Linked DNA regions of Sus scrofa: region 1 is linked to region 2. A link is a contact called in public HiChIP or PLAC-seq data. All regions are on one chromosome and are shown on one strand. Each heading gives the region's core, a stretch centred on a gene start, on an enhancer-like site or on the middle of the called end of the contact. The rest is flanking DNA. Distances are from core to core; before and after follow the strand shown.

What was found. HiChIP or PLAC-seq counts read pairs in DNA pulled down with a chosen protein or histone mark.
Region 1: an H3K27ac HiChIP or PLAC-seq map of alveolar macrophages shows a contact between it and region 2. The contact joins two enhancer-like sites. A contact is called at or near these places in 8 of 47 Hi-C or Micro-C datasets (embryonic fibroblasts, epiblast stem cells, fetal liver and 5 more) and 1 of 2 datasets of contacts at active chromatin or transcription factors (alveolar macrophages).

Annotation. Positions count from the first base shown.
Region 1 is chr3:125,941,110-125,948,109 of Sscrofa11.1, reverse strand. It overlaps NOL10 (nucleolar protein 10), which reads right to left. Exons shown (of 21, transcript XM_021087848.1): 18 at 4,894-5,067; 19 at 4,393-4,640. Among named protein-coding and RNA genes, the nearest start is that of NOL10, 83 kb to the right of the region's middle. Within about 2 kb of position 4,804, at least 4 of the 83 cell types and tissues checked have an H3K27ac peak or open chromatin away from gene starts, as enhancers often do. A contact at or near this core is called in alveolar macrophages and liver, where this site is marked.
Region 2 is chr3:125,892,186-125,899,540 of Sscrofa11.1, reverse strand. The region is part of intron 12 of NOL10 (nucleolar protein 10); the gene reads right to left. Among named protein-coding and RNA genes, the nearest start is that of NOL10, 34 kb to the right of the region's middle. Within about 2 kb of position 3,965, at least 11 of the 83 cell types and tissues checked have an H3K27ac peak or open chromatin away from gene starts, as enhancers often do. A contact at or near this core is called in alveolar macrophages and liver, where this site is marked.

The sequences.
Region 1 (7,000 bases), core at 3,555-6,054, 48 kb before region 2:
AGCAGAGCACGGCTGGACACTGCCACATCACCCCGACTCCTGTGATATTAAATTAATACCCAAACACTGCTGCAGCCTATGTCTTATTCTTAGACAGTCTCAGGAATAATTCGGTTCTAAGTCTGTCTGCTCCTTCCCACCCACAGTTCAGCGCCCCTACTTCCCACGGGGCCACTGCACCGTCTGTTAGCTGGTCTCTAACTGGCTGTGCTGCTTCTCTGTGCATTTTCTCTTGAAAACTGCAGTATTTCACTAAGAGTTTCTGGGAAATAGGGACTTTTTTACGCCTATATATTTTAATTTTTCTACAACATGTACTGCTTTTATCGTGTAAGCATTTACACCTCCGGGGGGAGGGACTGGATCAGACTTGATCACGTCAATCTTGGCTCAAAACCCTTTGCTGGCTCGCGCCTGGGTCAGGGCTCGACACACCTTCCAGCCCATCGACCGCTGCTCCGGCCGCACGGAGGTCGTCCCCCTGGGTGTCCACACCGCGTGCCCTGCGCGCCCTGCTTCCTCGGCCCAGGTGCCCCCGTCCTGCCCTGCTTTCAGTGCTCGTCGTTTCTTTCGAGAGACAGAGTCAATGTCACCTCTGATGGAGACGTCCTTAAATCTCTAAGGACCTGTACGCCTTCCCCGGGCCTCTGGGCAGCTCAGAGAGCACCAGCCAGCACGGGGTGTGCGGGCACAGGAGCGTGCCTTTCCTTTCCGCGCCCCGGGCCTAGGACTTTGTTCACACAAGGTGGCCCACGAAAGTCTGACTGATGAATGGGTGGGTGGAGAGGCTGACAGGTGGATGAATGCTCTCACAGAGAGCGCAGCATCCTGCAGGCTCGTAAACATGTGCGGACAGACACGCTATTTGTCTACGGCCGTGTCACGCTGCCAAGCGAAGACGAGGACTCACGCAGAGCACCGACTTGGCAGCGTCACTCTTCTCTCTTCCCTTCAGAGAAAGGGCTTTAAAGCTGAGCAAGGCCAAGTGCAGTGGGAAACACAATACATTCGACTCTGATGTTGCGTGTTCCTGACTGCCTTGTGGTAACTTGCAGAATAAGCATAAGGAGTCACTCCGGCTCTCTGAAGGGTGAGGGCAGGATGCTTCATTAAATAATGTTACAAATATTGCAAGTTCAGGATTTGCCAAAATGATCCAGTCAAGACTAGAATTCAATGAGCAGCTTGTGCCAAAATGCCAACCCCACTGCAGGCTATTCATACCAAAGGGTTATTTATCATTTTAAGCAACTGGATTTTTCTTTTAAGCTTGTGTAAGTATTATCACTTACACAGCTTCTCTTCTCAAAAAAATCGTTTAACTCAATGATGTTTAACTGAGTAAAATGTTTAATTGCAGGGTCTCCACTTATTTATCACTAAATGCTACACTTTCCTCCCTTTTGGTGTTTACATTAATATCCTACTACAACCCACGGGCAAAACAAGAACGTCCGTGCGTTTAGACATGTCTCCCCCACCCCGACCCCAAATCACGGCTTCCTGTTACCATGGTTACACTAAAACCATCTGCTCCCAGGTTCTCCTGGCCAGTGGGTTTCAGGTAAGTGGGTTCTTTTTCAGCAGATCATTAAAGGGTAACTCCGAGTTGCCTGCCATGCGGCCAAGGCGTGGACGGTTCACCCTCACAAGGACTTAACCAGGGCCCAGCCGGGTCTAGCTCCCCATTCCGGAGCTGGCAGTCAAGTCAATAACGCAAGACAGACACAGCAGGCGATCTAGCAGACACTGGCTCCACCGAGTCAGAGTCCTGGAAACAGGCGGTCCTCCCTCTGCGTGTGAGGGGGATGACGGGGGTACGAAGACGGAGGCGAGGCGGCGCACACCGCGGACCGGACTGTAAACGGAAGAAGCCTCTTCAGGAACACGGTCAGCAGGTTCTCAGAAGCTTAGACGTAACGCTGCCATGTCACCGGCAAGTCTGGTCCCACGTGGAAATGGAAACGCATGTCCACGCAAACACATACACACATATTCATGGCAGCATTATATGTAACAGCCGAGAAAACAGAAACAACACAACCACCCATCAACCGATAAGTGGATAAATAAAGCGGGGCATGGCCATACCCTGGAATAGGACCGGGCAATAAAAACAAATGCAGCACCGACAGGTGCTTCCACATGGACGAACACTAAAACTGTCACGCCGAGGAAGAAAGAGCAGTGGGAGAGAAGTGCCCACTCTTGTACGACTCCATTTATACGAACAGTCAGAAGAAAGCGATGAAACCCCCACAGGACAAGAGACAGCAGGGGCTCTTCTCCCCGCTCCCAGCAGCCCTGGGGGCTATTGGCTTCCCTATAATAAAGACTTTGCTTGCTTCCTCCCCCACCCCCCCAAAAAGCAATGTCAGAAGAGGCAAAGCTAGAGATGGAGCCTGGATTAGCGGCTGCCGCCTGGGGGAGGGTCGGGGAGCTGGGCGTGAACACCGGCGGGGTGAGCCGTTCGGTGCGGGGCGGGGAAAGCGCTCTAAAGCTCATCGCGGTGGGGGCTGGACCACTCGGAATCGACTGAAACCCAATGACCTCTATAATTTAAGCAGGTGAACTGTATGTTATACAAATTAAATTTCAAGAAAGTTGTTATTTTAAAAAGGGAGGTTGGTGAAGAAAATTTCTGCAAAAGAAATCAAGCCTCCTAATAGATTCTTTGCTTCCTTTGTGAGAGCCAGAATGTCTAGCCGCTCCTGGAGCTAAGCTGAAGGATTCACACAACATCTAGCTTCCCAGATATGTGCCAGAAACCGCTGAGATAAAGACGAACAGGTGGATCTCTCGTCCAGAGACACTCCAGCCGGTCCCTCGGCGCCCTCCCCGCCTCTTCCCCCTCCCTCCCTCTGGGAAAACCACATTTTTCGAACGGGAAGCTAGGAGCTAGAAAAGCACCAGGTACAGACCAGCCTGACCTCGTCCTGGCCGCCTGGCCATTCCTCCTCCTCCCTCCCTTGGCTCCTCCCCAGCCCTCCCGGCTCTTCTTTCAAGATCACCTCCTCTGACAGCCAATCCTCCGAATCAACCCTCGGCCCAGAAATTCTCAAAGCCGAGACTCACATGACTTAGAGCTTACACACATTTTGGGCTTAACTGCCTACCTAGTTCCTAACTTAGACACCTGAAAACTGAAACTGTTCAAATAATACTATCTTTAAGTTTTTTTTTTTTTAATTTACAACAAAACTTACCTTTTTATTCAATTTATTTATTTATTTATTTATTTTGTCTTTTTAGGGTCGCACCTGCAGCATATGGAGGTTCCCAGGCTATGGGCTGAATCAGAGTTATAGCTGCCTGCCTACGCCACAGCCACAGCAATGCAGGATCCAGGCCGAGTCTGTGACCTGCACCACAGCTCGTGGCAAAGCCAGATCCCTAACCTAGTGATCAAGGCCAGGGATCGAACCCATGTCGCCATGGATACTAGCTGGGTTTGATACTGAGCCACCACGGGAACTCCTGAAGCTTACTCTTTCAGAGTGGACAGTTCAATGGTGGACATCCACGCTGTTGTGCAACCACTACCGCTGTCCATTTCCAGGACGTTCTCATCATTCCAAGTGACTCTCCGAACCTAATTCAGTGATGCCCATCCCCCACCCTTCGACCCCTGGCAGCCACCACCCCACTTTCTGTCTCTGTATTCAATTATTCTAGGACATCAATCTGGCCTCTCCGTTCTGCTACAAAAGGCTTACCATTTCTGGCAACTTTTCCAAGGGACCATTTTATTTTTATTTCCTCTTTAGGGCTGCTCCTGTGGCATATGGAAGTCCCCAGGCTAGAGGTGAATCAGAGCTGCAGCTGCCGGCCTCCATCACAGCCACAGTGACGTGGGATTGGAGCTGCATCTGTGACCTACACCACAGCCTGTGGCAACACCAGACCCTCAACCCACTGAGCGAGGCCAGGGATCGAACCTGAAGCCTCATGGATACTAGTTGGGTTCTTAACCTATTGAGCCACAATGGGAACTCCTCCAAGTGACCGTTTTAATAATTAGGTAAACCAAGGTAAGAGTAAACATAACTGAAATTCTCATTTTAAAATATAGCTTATTCAAGAAGTTGTTACCTTTTAATTGCCACTATAATTTAGGAGTGTGGCTTTTGCAGTAAAAAGCTCACTAATGCATATATTTACCAATACTCACGGGGCCACACCCTTAACATACTGTATGTAAACTGTACCTCAAAAAGTTGTTAAAAATACTCCCAACAAAGACCAGTCGATTTTTCCTCAGGCCTTGTGGCGCTTCCCTCACATTCACTCCAGAGATCAAAATGCCACCTCGAGGGCAAGGGCCCAGCCAGGAAGGGCAAGGCTGGCAGCTTGTCCAGCCACCACCGAGGGCAGCAGGGCAGCGCTACTCACTTCATCAGCTTCTGCTTTGTGGCGGAATCTTGGAAGCTTCTGAATTCTTCGCCTGCTTTGATCTCGTAAAACTGGGGTTTGAGGACGGTCTGCTGGTCCTCCCTGCGTTGCTCCTGCCGCTTCCGCTTTTCCTCCTGCTGCAGGAGCCGGCGCTGCTTCCTGACCTCTGCCACCCAGTCTTTTTCATCATCTGAGCTCTCGGAGCTTTCCGCATCGCTTGGTTTTCCTTCCGGCTCTTCCTCCTCTTCCTGCAAATGAAATGAGTAAGCAGCAGCTCCTTCCCCAGCCCCCAGCACTGCCCCCCCACCCCGGTTCTCTGTTAGCAGCACTCTCGCCTGGGGGCATGGGACAGCGCGGGCATCAGAGGCGCCTGCAACTGAAGAAACGCCCAGGCTGAAGGTCAAGGACAGCTCGAGTTTGCGTGACGCCTCTTGCAACGTACAGAAACCATTACGGCCCACAAACGGGAGCAAGTTCTATGTGACCAAGAGAGTGCATTACTTTTTCAGGAAGTTCCTGTTGCTCTAAGAGTCTGAGTTTCTTCTTCCTTTTTTCACTGATTTTGGAAACAAGTGGATTCAGAAGCCGAAATTCTTCGCTCTCTTCATCAACTTGGAAGTCAGGGTTCTCGAACATCACTTTAAATCGATCATCCGTGAGAATGTTAGGAAGGCTCTGAAAGAAGAAGGATGCCAAAATTGAACATGAACACCACCATAAAATCTGACCAGAAAGGTGGCTTCAAAACATTTCACCCAACACGAAATCAACAAGCTGCACAAGGCAGGACTTAGTAAATCCCCATGACACTGTTTTACGACTCGTTTCCAGAACTGCTAATTGCTTATCTCTTACCCACAGATTCTACTAATTTATTGCCCAGAAAATATGTATCACTTGGCTGTTACACAGAAAGAGCCAAGAGGGAGTCTTCTGAGCTGGCTTTATGCTTCAAACATTTGAAAGGACGTTCACCAATGAACACTTTTCGATGCGAAACATTTTTCAAGGAAATAGATGTTTCTGAAATACGGCTTTTCAAGCAAAGCTACTACACCGAATGAAGATCAGTGAGTCTTTCACGCCACATTTCGCCGTCTGGCGAGGAGGTACACACCGCTCACACGCCGAGCTTTGACGCGGTGGGGAGCTGGCGGGGAGCTGACCGACGGCACCGAGGAGTTACTGGGAACGTCAGGGAGACTTCCTTCCCTTACAGGTCAGCCTCGGCTCCCCCCCCCCACCCCCGGCCATTTCACTGTCCTCAAGGGATACCGATTTGGCATCAAAAAACTTGACTCAAAAAACCTGACACCTGAGCCCGACCTGAATAGCTCAGGACTGCACTCAGCTCCTTTTCATCTGTACCACTTCTGAACACGAAGTTTTCTAGAATGTACTATAAACTTTCCTCTTCACTAAAGAGAGGGTCATCTTATACCCTCGGGGCTCTCCTATTGCTCCTTATCTGCCATAGGCTTGGAACCCAGATAAGTCAACCTACCTCCCGCGGACTGCAAAGTAAACAGCACGAACACAGGCTGGAAAACCAAACCTGCTGGTGGCGGGCTCGGCTACGTAACAGACTGATTTCACTGCCTGTTCGGTACTATTTGCAGAGTAAATAAGGCTGTAAGTAGCTGAAGTCTGACATCTGTACTTGGATACAGGGCTACAAACACCGAAGCTGGTAAAACCTGGGACATCACGGAGCCTGGGCTGTTTATTACACACATGCCCTGAAAATCTGTCCAACCCTTACTAGAATTCTATGAGATACTGAACATATATTTGTGGGGTTTTTAGCTTCTTTTTTTTTTTTTTTACAAATGATTCTTCTTTTTCTCTTTTGGTCTGTTTTTTCCATTACAGTTGGTTGATAGTATTCTGAATGTCCAGAACATTTAGAGTGCGCTGTCAATTGAATATATAATTTGAAATCTACTGATGTCTTCCCTGATTAAATATCACTTCTAAGACAGATTCAGGTGCAAAGATGAAACAGAGATTTAATTTTTGATCCTAAGGCACTCACTCACAACCTAATGAGTAACAAACCAACCAACCTCTACGCACCTTATGAAGGATGCTAAACAGAGCTACTAGAAACAGAGGGGCGAAACGTTAATTCCGGCAAGAGCCATCTCAGAACGGTTCACGGGGGTGTGCGTGGGGGAGGAGGCTGGCCACAGAGAAATTCGAGAGCATTTCCAGCCCACTGAGGAGTGGTGGGCAGCCCTATAGCAAGAAGAATGGCAACATGCGAAAAAGCAAGTTTGGGTGAGGCAAGACTCGAAAGGATTTTAAATACGGTGATTGCGTTCTGCTGGAAGGGCAACTCCAGGGAAGAGGTGGACGCAGAGGAGGAGGAGGAGAGGCAGGAGAGCGCGACAAGAACCTCGAGGACAGAAGAGAAGGCGGCTTTGGGAGTCGGCAGCGGCGTGGTGCACGACGGCTGTGGCGGGAGGAACCGAGGTCATGAAGACGAAGCGGCCTCGGGAGGACCCCGGGAAAGAGACAGGCCGATGGCGGCCGGAGGGGGTTTTAGGAAAGGATGGCTGTGAAATCCACCTCTCCGTGAGGACTGGCAACCCTCGCTCTGGAGGAG
Region 2 (7,355 bases), core at 2,716-5,215:
ACCCGAACAGAAAACAAAATGACTTAAGGGGAAATGCTATGTGTAGCTACATTGGAAAAGACCTGTAAGCATCTAACGGCCCTGGAGTTCCCACCGTGGCTCAGGGCAAATGAATCTGACTAGTATCCATGAGGACGCAGGTTCCATCCCTGGCCTTGCTCAGTGGGTTAAGGATCCGGTGTTGCCGTGAACTCTGGTGTAGGTCACACATGTGGCTAGGATCTGGCGTCGCTGCGGCTGTGGTGTAGGCCAGTGGCCTCAGCTCTGATTAGACCCCTAGCCTGGGAACCTCCACGTGCCACAGGTGCAGCCCTAAAAAGCAAGAAAACCAAAAACCAAAACAAACAAAAAACGCATCTAACACCCTTACTATCCAGAGATGATTCACTCACAAGGGATTTTTAACAGACTCATCAACCAGACTAGTGGTTAATAATTTCATCTGGGGATTAGTATTTTAAGAAAGTAAAAATGAAATAAAAGACAACTTCATGGCATTCAATAATGGTTTCCCTGTGACCCTGGCAGCAACGGTAACGTCTCCACATCATTCTTTGGTACAGACCAGAGTGCTCAGACTATCTCAGTCTTGTTCTCAGTTCTCAGCCACAAATGCAACCCACTCCTCCCTCCACCCCAGGCCCTTTATGGGCCCCCAGTCCTCGCAGCCCCTGTTCCAGAATGAGGCACTTGCAAAAAAACTGAAATCAGCAACCATGCAGGGAGTCCTTTACAATTTACAGAACTTTTATCTTAACACGCAACCTTTTGTGTTAGTGAACATGCAACAACTCTCAAAACAAATACCATCCTTATTTGTCAGATCATTAAAAAATAAAGCTCAAAGTACTGTCTCATCACAAGCTAGAGAATTTTGGAGCCAAAATTCACACTTAAGAGCCCTCGTTTATACTTTGGCAGATCAAATTACAGTCATTAAATAAATCTATTTATAAAATATAATAGAAGAATCCACAGAGGAAAGACATCTGAAATATCAGACTACATGGTCATAATTAAAGATACCAAATGTTAAGAACAATGATTTGATTCCATGATTTTAAATGCACTTTTCGTTGCTCTTCTGTTAATGCAAGAGCTTGTCAAAGGGATGATATTTAACGCTGTTAAGTGCAATAAAATGCTGAGATGGATGAGGTCCACTAACAGCCAGAAAGCAGGGACTCGGCGCTCCCTGAGCAGAAGCCCGGCGTGCGCAGAGACTGGGGGGGGGGGGGGGGCAAGCCCAGAACTGGGACCAAGCTCCACGAAGTACACACATGCACCACGAAGACACGCAAAGGAACAGACCGGGGCGGAGGAAAGCAAGAACATGCATCTAAATTAAAGCAAATCAAGAAGCAGAGACGTCCTCGATGCTGGTGGCCTCTATAAAGTCTTTCATCTGAACATTTTTCTCGCCCTGGAAACAAATGCTCACTGAGGTCGTATCAGGAGAAACCACCTCGACGGACTGCTGCTTCCCAAGCCTCTCGAACAGCACTGCAAAGCCTCTCCTAAACCGCTGGACATGACCGGAGGAGAAGGTCTGGGGACTTGGGAGACGTGTTACAACCAAAGAGAAGGTTCCTGCCAGAGACATCCCCTAAGCCTGGCTTCACTGGCGCAACCCTGGACGTTCGGCACGGAATGTTCTACGGGGAGACACCCACACCTACCAAACCACCGAAGAGGCGCTCATCTGATACGCGAAGAATTCCGACTGACTGCAGCCGATGGTCTCCTACGATGCAGCAGGACCTCACGTGGCCACATACAGACCATGACACAAGCTGACCCACCACCAAACTAAAGCGGTAAAGGTCAGGACGGACACCAGCTATAAAGGAGAAAAATAACTTCACAAAGCCCAAAGAATATTCGACGTTTCTAACAAGAAAGAAGCAGGAAAACCACGCCAGGGAAAGAGTTGGTTCGGCAGAAACTAAGACGATCACAGGCAAGAGGGAAGCCAGCGGGCTACATCCACAGGTAAGAAAGTAGCCTCAAACTCAGGTAATTTACTCAAGGTCCCCAAAAAGCTAGCAGGAGGAGTAGCTGATATTCTACTGACGTTAAAACCCATGGCACGTGGGCCCTAAAACTCCAATAACAGCTAAGAGAGAATGGAGAGGCTCCCCACACGAGCAAATAAACCATGAAAAAGCAGACACAGCAACAGGAAAACATTTTCAATAGAATGTCGAATTGAAAGGCAAGACAATTACATACGTAGTGTGAGGACAATTTGAAAACATGAATGCCTGATTAATGTGACAAGAATTTCTCTAATGAAAATGATACTCATGAAGAGATTGTAAATTTTCCCTTTAAATTTCTCTTATATTGATGTTTATTAGGGTTTCAACAGAAGCAATATGAATTTTGAGAGGGAAGGCAGGCGTTCTTGTTGTGGCTCAGTGGAAAGGAACCCAACTGGTATCCATTAGGACGCGGGTTTGATCCTGGCCTCGCTCATAGGGTTAAGGATCCAGCGTCGCCATGAGCTATGGTGTAGGCTGGCAGCTGTAGCTCCAATCTGACCCCTAGCCTGGGAACTACCATATGCCTCGGGTGTGGCCCTAAATAAATAGCAGTTCCCATCATGGCTCAGTGGTGAGTGAACCCGACTAGGAACCATGAGGTTTGGGGTTCGGTCCCTCGCCTCGCTCAGTGGGTTGAGGATCCAGCGTTGCCGTGAGCTGTGGTGTAGGTTGCAGACGAGGCTCGGATCCCGTGTGGCTGTGACTGCCGGAGGCCGGCGGCTACAGCTCTGATTAGACCCCTGGCCTGGGACCTCCATATGCCGCAGGAGTGGCCCGAGAAAAGGCAAATACATAAATAATAAATAAATAATAATAAAAAAATAAATGAAAGCGAAGGCAAAGGTCATCAGCCTCTGGAGTCAGGAGAACACGGCTGCGGGGGGAAGTAGCGGCGCAGAGGCCACGGCGCGCTGTGCGGGCCGCAGCGCTGTTCCCAGAGACAGAAGCGCGCACAGCTCTCCTCTGCCTGTGCTTCGAGGGCTCGAGGACTCACTGACGGTCACAGCTCAGAATCCAACAGCCCCTTAGGCTGCGACTAGTGCCCATGGGCTCTGGGGCCAGTGTGTGGACGGCGACTGAGCTGGGAGGTGCGGCAGCCGAGGGGAAGGACCTCCAAACCTACAGCCGGCTGACGCTGCAGCGAGATGCAACGTGCGACCCTTTCTCTACTTATGCCTTTTTATGGGATTTTACTCACATATTCGCCAGCAATGGGTTGGAAATTTGAAAGCCAAGCCCTGGTCCTGCACCAGACCCTTCTAAGCAGCACTGCAGCAGCTCTGTGCAGACAGGCCGGGAAGCTGCCTGCGCCCGAGGGCGAAGGCCGGGCGCTCCCACCGCAGTCACCGCTCCGTGCAGAGCGTGTGATCCACCGACCCGGGCACCCAGGGTCAGGCGGCCGACAGAACAGCTTTTCTCTCTGTACCCAGAGGCTGCCGACAGAGAAGAAAAGGCCTTTCACGGCGAACAGGACAGGCCGTCTGCAGCAGCCCTGGAAGGCAGGTGAGACAAGAGGCAGGCTCATGTATATAATTACGAGGCCTGAATTAGGTCTCTCGGCGCGGAAATCGCCTTTCCTCCCCACCAGGGCTTCGGGGACTCGCCATCCCGACTCCCCAGGGCGGGGCGGGGGCCTCTCGGGCCCCGACCTGCCGAGCGGCTGCCCCAGCAGCTGCCGCGGGGGGAGCAGCCAGAGCAGGTGCGCGGAGCCGGGAGGCGGGTCCGTTTCTCCGCGTCCTGAGCAGCCTTCGTACTAGAAACACATGACGAAACAGCACCCGTGATTTGGCGTTCATCACTCCCACATGAGTAAGTGAAAAGGTAAAGAAGGCAGGCCCCGGCTTTCCCCAACTGTGACTGAGCGCGCCGTGAGTAAGCACAACCCTCAAGAGCAGCGTTACAGGGAAAGGAGCGGAAAGCCGGGGCCGCCAGCCAGGCCTGGGAGCCAAGCGCGCCCGCCACAAACCCCAACGGAGCAGCGGAGGCCCCGCCTTCCCGGGCTTGCCAGCTCGTGCAATCGCCTCTTTGGCTGGGTTTCCTGTCTGATTAACCTCTTGCAAGTTATCTGACGGTAAAGTCTTTCCTCTGTCCAAACCTTCACTCTTAAAATTGCTCCCTCCAGAAGAGGGTACTTTGCAATGGGGAGATCGGGTGGCCACACAAAGGGAACCGCCCAGTCCACCTCTGGCTCTGGGATGGCGGGTGGGATGGGATGCCATCCACACGGAGGACCCAGCGCCCCGTGCAGCACCCTTGTCCGAAAGATCTAACCTACGGTGCATGAAGCCATTACAGTTAACTTCCATTTTGGAAAAAAAACCATCAGGGCCGGAGGAAGAAGCTGAAGCACATCTGGATGGCCTAGCGGTTTCGGAGGCAGCGTCGTCACTGCCGTGGCTCGAGTTCGACCCGTGGCCCGGATGCAGCCCCCCAAAAAAGGACATCATAAAAAACAACCACAGGAATCCAGGACACAGGACCTCCTAAAAGACTACAGACCTGGTCATCATTGCAAAACTCAGTGTCATGGAAGAGGCAGAAAAAAGGATGGGAGACCACTCTGGTTTGAAAGAAACAAAAGGCCCAACAACTAAATGCAATTCACAACCTCAATTATATCCTAGTTCCAAAAAATGACCTGAAAAAGGCATGTGGAGGACAATCAAGGAGACGGTAAATGGACTGACGAAGGGGTTATCAGGGAGTGACCGTTCCCTTCGCAGGTGGGACAACGGCATCTTTGATGCTAGGAGAACACCTCTAGCATCCAGGCAGAGATCAAGGCTGCACCTGGTGCCCACAGCCTAGATGCCTTGCTCCTGCCCAGCATCCCAAACTGTCAAAGCTTTCTGCGTCCAGGCCAGCGCTGCCCAACAGAAATCTCGTGCGAGCCACATTTGTGACTTGCATTTTTCTGGGAGACACCTGTAAAAAAATCTTTGGAGTTCCTGGTGGTTCAGCAGGTTAAGGATCTGGCACCGTCAATACTGTGGCTCGGGCCACTGCTGGGGCACAGGGTTTAATCCCCGGCCCAGATGTGCCCCCAAAATCTTTTTAAACAGGTGAAGTTAATTTTTATATATTGACCAAAACGTGTTTACTTCAGCATGCAATCAATATAAAAAATTTAGGATTTACTTCACATTCTTTTTTTTTTTTTAATAAAATGTCTTTGAAGCCTGGTGTATATCTTACATGTAGAGCATGGCTCAATTCAGCTCAGTCACTCCGCAAGTGCTCGGTGGCCACACGTGGCTCCTGGCTCCCCAGCTGGTCGGCCCAGGTCGAGAACTTCTCTCTCTCTCTCATCCCTGTCTGTCCTCGTCAAACCCCCACTCCCTCAGTCCAGCTAAACTCTTGTTCCAACTTCAGTTTCACCTGGTTTTACTCCTGTTGGTGCTTACAGCCCAGACCCCGTTTCAGATCATTCAATATCCTCGCACTCGGACCCCGGCATCGAAGGCAGTAACTCCTGCACGCATCACAATGCGACTCACCTTCACAACTATGAAACCCTGTCCCAACTCTGGCCGATGAAAGGCCAACTACAAGGATGCAGAAGGCCACCTCTCCCTTGGGAGTGGACCATGTCGCCAAGACAGAGCCTGGGCTCCAGAGTCAGGAACGGCCGCCTCTCATCGAGACGCCGCAACACACCAGCTAAGTGACCAGCCCTGGGCAAAAAACAGCAGCTTTCTCTTCTCCAAAGATTTAAGAGGAGGGAAGGGGGGTGTGGGTGACAAGCGCCACCAACTACAAAGGGTTCTTAGAAAGATGACATGATACTGCCGCGTCCATCACTGAGACGGGCAGTGCAGCACCGCCCAGCGCCGAGTCCGCTCCTGCCTCCGCTTCTGTGCCACTTCGTACCTGCTAAGCGATGCCCTCGGCACCCCTTCCCTCTCGGCTTCTCTACTTCAGCCGCCGCTGGTTCTTTCACTGTCCCTGTCCACTCCCGGGAGCCGCCGGGCTGGCTCTTCCTTCTCGTTTCCCTCTAAAGGTCCTGCTCATGTCGGGTCTCCCCATTGTCCCCAACGGTCTCGTCTCCTTCATTCCCTGCTTCTCTGGGAAGTGACCTCTGTGGACCAAACCGTGTGTGCAGACCTGCTTTTCTACTGTCGCTGGACGTGGCTCCCAGGGGAAGGCTTCACAACCACTTTGGAAGCATGTTCCAAATAACACTTCTGGGCTCTCCCCCCAGACACCCAGGGCCAGTACCCCTGGTAGGACGCCAAGGACCCTGTCCTTTGTAAAAAGCTCCCAGGTCATACTGGTGGGCAGCCAGCTCTGAGACCCTCTGTGAGCCACTGCCTCCTCATATTCAAATGCTCCAAGAAAACAACCGTTCTCCCCAAAAGTGCTCCCAATCGCAGCCCAGAATATCGCCTCCTGCTCAGTTTAGTTCAGAACTGACCTCCTTTTACAAGATGGACAGAACAGCCTTCTGAAAGCAGGGTCGGAAGAGACCTCGACCACAAACAACGCCCGGCCATGCGGCATCTCCTTCCTGGACCCCGCCCACCCCACGGCCCGGGCCCCACCTGCCTCCTGCCTCACTCCTCCCAGAAGCCTCGGCAGCTCCACCGTGTATCCTGCTGGGTCCTAGGCCGTCCCTGCCCTCCTGACACTGTCCCCTCGTGTGGAGCTCCTCACCTCCAACTCTGCCCATCACATCTCACCAGCCCCGCAAACCCGGTACAAATAAAACCTCCCTGTCTCAGCTGACACCATCGCCCCCCATGCAGTCCCAGTGCTGTTTACACAGACAACAGAACTTCTCCCGCTCTGCCTCGCATCCCGCCATCAGAATTATCTGTGTACAACCCTGCTTGAGAATGGGAAGTATTCTCGTTTTCGCTCGTTCCCCAAAATTCTTGGAATTTGCCTGGAAGGTATTGTTAAATCCTGAAACCTGCCATGTAATTTACTGAGCAGCAGGCACCAGCGAATGTACCAAACCCATGGCCTCATGAGCCTGGTGGATCATCAGGCAAATCCCTAACCTCAATTTCCACACACGATTACTAATCACATAAAAGGCTAAAAAGCACACACGAAAATAGCACCTCACCTGCCACCGACCTATAGACTGTTACCAGTTTCTACTAATAGCTGGGCTGGCTGAGAACTGAGTCACTGGCAGTGTCATTTTCTGAGTCATCCACACCACTTCCTGCTCTTAATTTTTTAAGAAAATATAATATCCAAGAATTGTCCCAACCAAGCCAAACCCTGTCTTAAGAAATAAAATGAGTTTGAAACCCAACAAGGCCTAGCCCAGATTTATTTCCCGGAAGAGCCCACTGCTGT